2 separate regions of the Mus musculus genome follow, and region 2 is linked to region 1. A link is a contact called in public HiChIP or PLAC-seq data. All regions are on one chromosome and are shown on one strand. The core of a region is the stretch at or near the end of the contact, and the rest is flanking DNA. Distances in the headings are between cores, read along the strand shown.

Region 1 (3,121 bases), core at 429-2,928:
CATGCATCAGAACCCCACTCAATATTATGAATGTTAGGAAGACCTTTCAATTTCCTAAATTAGAAAAAACACCTTCATTCTCCTAGCTCTTTTTTAAACTTTATTTTAGAATAATTTAAAGTTCTTAATAAAGTTAGAAGATAATACAGGCTCATTAACCTAACATAATCATTATTATCTTACATTAACATAGTACATTTGTCAAAGCTTTTCAAACCAGCATTGGTACAGTATTATTAACTAAGCCAGATTTACTAGAATTTTACCCATTTTTTCATAAATACCTTCATTCTGTTTCAGGATATAGCCTCATATACCATGTCACATTTATTTATCATGGCCTCTAGTCCAGCCTTCTCACAGTTCCAACAATGTTCTATTATATATTAATATAATCTGCTTTCTATTTCTAATCAGGTTCTATTATAACCTGATTTTTGTGACTTTTCGAGTCTTGTGTATTGTGATGGTTTGTATATGCTGGGCCTAGAGAAGGGCACTATTAGAAGGAGTGGCCCTGTTGGAATAGGTGTGGCCTTGTTGGAGTAAGTGTGTCACTGTGGGCGTGGGCTTTAAAACCCTCACCCTAGCTGCCTGGAAGCCAGTATTCTGCTAGCAGCATTCAGATGAAGATGTGGAACTCTCGTCTTTGCCTGCACCACACCTGCCTGGATGTTGCCATGCTCCCATCTTGATGATAATGGACTGAACCTTTGAACCTGTAAGCCAGCCCCAATTAAATGTTGTCCTTATAAGAGTTGCCTTGGTCATGGTATCTAGTCACAGAAGTAAAACCTTTACTAAGACATGTACTGTAGGAAGTATTCCTGTTTTCTTTGTTCTCACAATGAAGAAACATATGAAATGAGACTCACACACACCCAATTTCACCTTGTCAGATCATATACCATGTCCATATATCTCTGACCATTTGTCTATAAGGCCTGACGTTGTAGTTGCCAAGTTTCTCCATTATAAAATCACTATTTCTTTCTTTCCAGAATCTATCATTCTAAATAAAATCACAAATTCCTGCCATCACTAAAACAAAATAATTCCACCTTCTGAAGAAACACACACACACAATCTCCTCTAAAGAAGATTCACTTCTTGTCTTTTTTCCAATTATGTACATTGGTTTTATTCTTTGGGTATTATTAAATATTATACTATCTTGTTACTTAAATTGTTCCAGCTCCTTTCGTTCGAATGCTGTGTTGTTAACATAGCCTCATTTTTGTCAGGGGAGGGGAAATTCTCCTATGTCTTTGGGTCTATGTCTTTGTGTGTGTGTGTGTGTGTTTCATATAATTGCTTGGCTTAAGATAATATCTGCATGCCAGTGACTCTCAGTCACAAAGCTCCTCTGAACTCCAGAAGTATTCTCTTCTTCCTTCTCCTAAGCTCCTCTTGGATATCTAGTAATAACGAAACCTAAACAAGTCTATATCAGACCATATCTCCCACACACCCCATCCAGTCTCTCCATCTGTGGTGGTTTGAATGAGAATATCCCCCCATAGTCTCAGATGTTTCAAAACTTGGTGGCTAGTTTGTGGGTATAAGAGGTGTATAGCCTTGCTGAAGGAAGTATGGGATGGAATGGGAGGTTAAGCCTCAACAGGATCAAGCTATTCCCAGCATACTCTCTGTGCTTCCTACGGGTGACTCAAGATGTATGCCCTCGAGCTTCTGCTCTGGCTGCCATGTGATAGATTCTTGTACTGCGACACTCTCTGGCTGAGGCTTGAAAGCTACTCATGAAGCAAACGAGTTTCACAGAAACTCGCTCCTGGAGTCTGGCATTCTCTCTAACCCATACATTAATTTTTCATTCCCGCGTTAGTCTAGTGTATGGATCCACGTGCTCTCTTTTAGTATTATCCTATTATAAGTGCCTTTAAAGATTGAATTTTGACATAGCTAAAGCCTTCCACCAGTGTTCCAACAGTCCTAGAACGTCCTTGAGCAAGACCATGGGCTTGAAATTCAGTAAGAATGTTGCTAATCAGAATAGCCTCTGGTACTACACTATCACTTTGAATAAAAGCTAAGTCACTCCCTTACACAGGAATTTACCATCACTTAGGAAGAAGGAAGTTTCAGACCAAAGGAGAAACTAGAATAGATACTTAGAACTATAGCGAAGTTACACCCATACACACGTATTTACAATGGCCTAAGGGGAAGGTGGACTATACAATAGAATAAAATAGGAACTATGGCGAGGGCGCGGAGCCCTTGACCCTGGCTTCTAAGATTAGTGAATCTTAGGTGGAACCCTTGTTGATCCCAGTTGTTAACAATGAATTCTATCCCAGGTGGTTCCCGTTAGACCTTTTGTGTTTGCATTCCTCTGTTTTATGTAAGATTCCGGTTACCTCGTTTGTACCTTGTAAATATGTCACCCAACTTCCTTATTGTCTTCTGCATAGAAAGTCTGATGCTCGATTTGACAAAATACATTCAGATCCAACACAACCTCTCCTGTGTGCATCTGTCTGTCAATTCATCCGACGCTTTGCCCACCCGCAACGAGAGACCCGTTCCACGCAGACAAAGGGGCCCAGAGGGTCTAATTTCTGCACAAAGATGAATATATCTAGTTAACTCTGCCTTGCTTTGTATGGTTGAATGGCCAAAGTGAGCGGCATTAGCGTTTTTATAAGATGATTACTCTTGTAGTAATCTTAATTATCAATATATGGGCGAGTTAAAAAGCTTAAGCTTTTGATCAAAATGTAGACTGTAGTCAATGGGACACTGGCAATTTTAACCATAATTTTAAGTTTCCGTTGTAATATTAGAATATATCTATAACTTTTGGAAAGTAAGACCCAATTTTAAACAATTTATTCTCTTTAAAATCAATACTAGAAACATCACTATCATGTTACGAAGTTTGGCTGCCAATTCATGAATGCATGACAGAGCAAATTTTAATGTTTCATTAAAGAGACATTGTTTTAAAATCTTCTCTATAAGTTTACTTTCTAGGATAAGAATTACATAATACATTATCTCAATTTAGAAGTATCTTTAGAGGACTAGTTTTCTGGGCTGGTTTATGCCAGGTGCTTTTGTTTGAAAATGACTCTAGCCCTGAGTTACTACTTAAGCT
Region 2 (3,335 bases), core at 113-2,612, 160 kb after region 1:
CTCTGTCCTCAGGAAGAATATGAGTGCTCTTGACTGCTGAGCCATCTCTCCAGCCACAGCTAGGTGTATTTCTGAAAGTTGGTGGTACTGACATTTCAATGATTGTCAGCCTCGGAGATATGCAACCAAAGGCTTTGGTCACACTCTAAAAGATACGCATTCCTCTAAAGATGTTTCCTTTGTCTAGAGTTGTTTATATACACAGGGCAAGATGAATGAAAGCAAACAAGATATGAAGCATATCTAGAGCCCACACACCCATAATCAAATTAGAACATGCGGCTTATCTGTCTGACAGTGAGGAGCATACTGACCCTACACATCCCTAGGCTACCCCTTAGTGCACTGATGCATTGCACTATTTTCATCTGTGTTGAACGGGCAAATATATTGGATTGACCCTCTTGCTGAGTACATGGATAGCTCAATTCAGTTCAATTGAGCAAGTCAGACAGAGTGAGCATTGTTGAGAAATGGAAGATAGAAGATGGGCTCTATAAACTGGGTGGCACTTACTCAGGTTCTGTGCCTCCCCGTTCTGTGATTTAGGCCAAATTACTTTTATCTCAAAGCTCTGATTGATTGATCTACACAGTAGGTATGTGGGGACTTTGCTCCCAGATTAGCTGTAAGAATTTAAAAGATCCTATTTACAAAGTGCCAGAAACCTAATGTGATAAGAACGCTCATTGCTATCAGGTGTTAGGGGTATTGAAGGTTGGTAATCTATATGCCTGTCATTCATTACTACCTAACAGGAACAAAGAACAACAACAACAACAACAAAAACAGCAACAATAACAAAACCCACATAACTGATTTCAGCTGGGTGAATCTTAGCAGTAGGTTGATGCTGATCTGTTCCGTAGTTCTCTAAGGGCCACTTAGAGTTTGTTTGTGCCATGGTCTTAGCAGGAAATATGAGGGGAGAAGCCTCACTAAATGAACGCAGCCCAAGCACGCTATGTATCATGAACATTTCACAGAGGCAGAAACATGTCCTGTAGCCAAAGCCGAGGGATGGGCAAGGTACTGAGCCTGGTGCTTCAGAGCAACAATTAAGTCACACAGTTTAAACAACCAGAGGTAGGTCAGAACCTGGAGGAATGTGGTTTTTTTTTCCTCTCAATTCTTGCTCCCAGCTATAATGGTACAACGTAAGCAAGTCGCAGATGGTGTTGTGGTTTGGATCTGGAATGCCTCCCAGAGGTATATGTGTGAAAGCTTGGTCTCTAGCTGTGGCAGCTAGCAGGAAATGACAGAAACGTTAGGAAGCAAGGTCTGGTTGGAGTAAATAGGTCATTGGGGTTGGGCCTTTTGAAGCATGCTGGAGCTCCAACCACTTCCTGTCTTTCTGTTTCCTGACAGCTGTAAGGTAAAGGGCCTCCTATGTCACAGGCTTTCAACACTGTGGTATTTTGCTTCACCTAATGCTGAGAAGTAGTGGTCCAGCTGACCTTGGGCTGAAACCTTGAACTCAGAGAAGCCTGTCCTCCTTTATATTGTATGTCACATGTTTTATCACAGTGACAAAGCTGTGACATGGGTGGAGTTCTGTCATATACACAGGGGGAAGGCACAGAAAGCTGCTATAGAAATTGTCCTGTAAGCCTGATAAGGTCAGATCTCCACCCATTTGGGCTTCTCTGACAGCTCTTTGCATCAAAGGTTTACTATCGTGGCAGATTTACCAACATTTTGGGTACAAAGGGCTAACATTTGACCAAATCTGAACCTTTGAGACTCTTGAACCCTGTGTCTGCAAATCAGCCATGCCCGAACAAACACGCAACAAACCCACAGTTACCATTATCAATGTTAACAATAGATTCATGAAATACTAATAAACAGACTTTTAAGAATACCATTTGGCAAAATTGTTGGTGTTTATCAAAGTGTAAGAAGGAACCAGCTGGGGCTGGAGAGATGGCTCAGTGGTTAAGAACACTGACTGCTCTTCCAGAGGTCCTGAGTTCAAATCCCAGCAACCACATGATGGAGATCTGACACCCTCTTCTGGTGTTTCTGAAGATAGTTTCAGTGTACTTATATATAATAAATAAATAAATCTTTAAAAAAAAAAAAGAAGAAGAAGAAGGAACCAGCTGACATCTGGAAGCAGCTCTCCTAGGAGTCCAGTCTTATCTCTCTATCAGATACCCACTCCCACCAGGCATTCCTAGATGATAAAAGAATTGGGCCTAGGTGTTCATTCTAACTGTAAAAGACCAACATAAGTTGATGCCCCGGACGATGTTTCCTGTGTTGTCTCTACTCCTGCTATGAATAACAAGTTTCTGTTAAACTGTGTCTACAATTCCAAACATAGAATATCCAATATTCAGTAGGCATTCATTGTTTAGTCTAAGCATTATGAAGACTTCTGTGTACCTCTTATTTATTCTCTGTTGCATGGTAAAACTAAGGCTGTGCATTGGAGCTAATGAGGAATTAGAATCACCATTTAAAAGTTTGGAAGACATCACAACTGTCAGGTTTTATTCAACTTTCATTTGAGAACCAAGCATTAGAAAGTAACATCCAAATCTTCATTGTTAAGTCTTTGATCAATCAAACAAGATGAGACAGGAAAAATAAATCTATGTTAGGTTCTCCTTCAGGCTGTGTGGTTGGTCTAGCTCAACTGTCTGGACAGAGCTCCTGCCAGCCAAAGCCTCAGACTCTTTGGACTGTCCCTGGTTAACCCATTATTTTAAGACAGGAAAACTAGATCTAGACTTTTAAAAAGTTGTCAGGACCAAGAGGAAGACAAGGTATTTTCATCTTTGGCAGGATCTAAGACTCATCAAACCCCAAGAGAAGAAGTTCTGCTCTCTGTGAAGCCACAGAGGCTACAACCAGAACAGTATGAATTGAGAGTGCTCCCATGAGTGCACTAGGGCCAGCTACATGGCGACTGCTGACCTTACAGTCTGAGGAACAGAACTGTGGGGCCTCTACAGAGCCTCAGGTGATGAGGCGCTACTGGTTCATGATGAGAAGAAAACAACTCAGGCCAGGTGTGGTGGTGTACATCTTTAATTGTGCTGGGAGGCTAAGGTAGGCTGATGCCTGTGAATTCAAGGCCAGCCTGGTCTACATAACAAGTTCTAGACCAGCCAGGGCTGCACAGTGAGACTGTCTTAAAACATTTTAAACAGGGCTGGTGAGATGGCTCAGCAGGTAAGAGCACTGACTGCTCTTTCAAAGGTCCTGAGTTCAAATCCCAACAACCACATGGTGACTCACAACCACCTGTAATGAGATCTATCACCTTCTTCTGGTGCGTCTGAAGTCAGCTACAGTGTACTTATGTATAATAATACTGAGCGAGC

What was found. HiChIP or PLAC-seq counts read pairs in DNA pulled down with a chosen protein or histone mark.
Region 2: a contact with region 1 is called in an H3K27ac HiChIP or PLAC-seq map of trophoblast stem cells, with 4 times the contacts expected there. The contact joins two enhancer-like sites. A contact is called at or near these places in 2 of 15 datasets of contacts at CTCF or cohesin (the NIH/3T3 cell line and large pre-B cells), 2 of 115 datasets of contacts at active chromatin or transcription factors (extraembryonic endoderm stem cells and trophoblast stem cells) and 1 of 9 other capture datasets (embryonic stem cells).

What each region holds. Positions count from the first base shown.
Region 1 is chr1:51,419,038-51,422,158 of GRCm38.p6, forward strand. No RefSeq gene overlaps it. Among named protein-coding and RNA genes, the nearest start is that of Nabp1, 58 kb to the right of the region's middle. Within about 2 kb of position 1,679, at least 6 of the 459 cell types and tissues checked have an H3K27ac peak or open chromatin away from gene starts, as enhancers often do. A contact at or near this core is called in trophoblast stem cells, where this site is marked.
Region 2 is chr1:51,583,794-51,587,128 of GRCm38.p6, forward strand. The region is part of intron 2 of Gm17767 (predicted gene, 17767); the gene reads right to left. Among named protein-coding and RNA genes, the nearest start is that of Gm17767, 11 kb to the right of the region's middle. Within about 2 kb of position 1,363, at least 138 of the 459 cell types and tissues checked have an H3K27ac peak or open chromatin away from gene starts, as enhancers often do. A contact at or near this core is called in trophoblast stem cells, where this site is marked.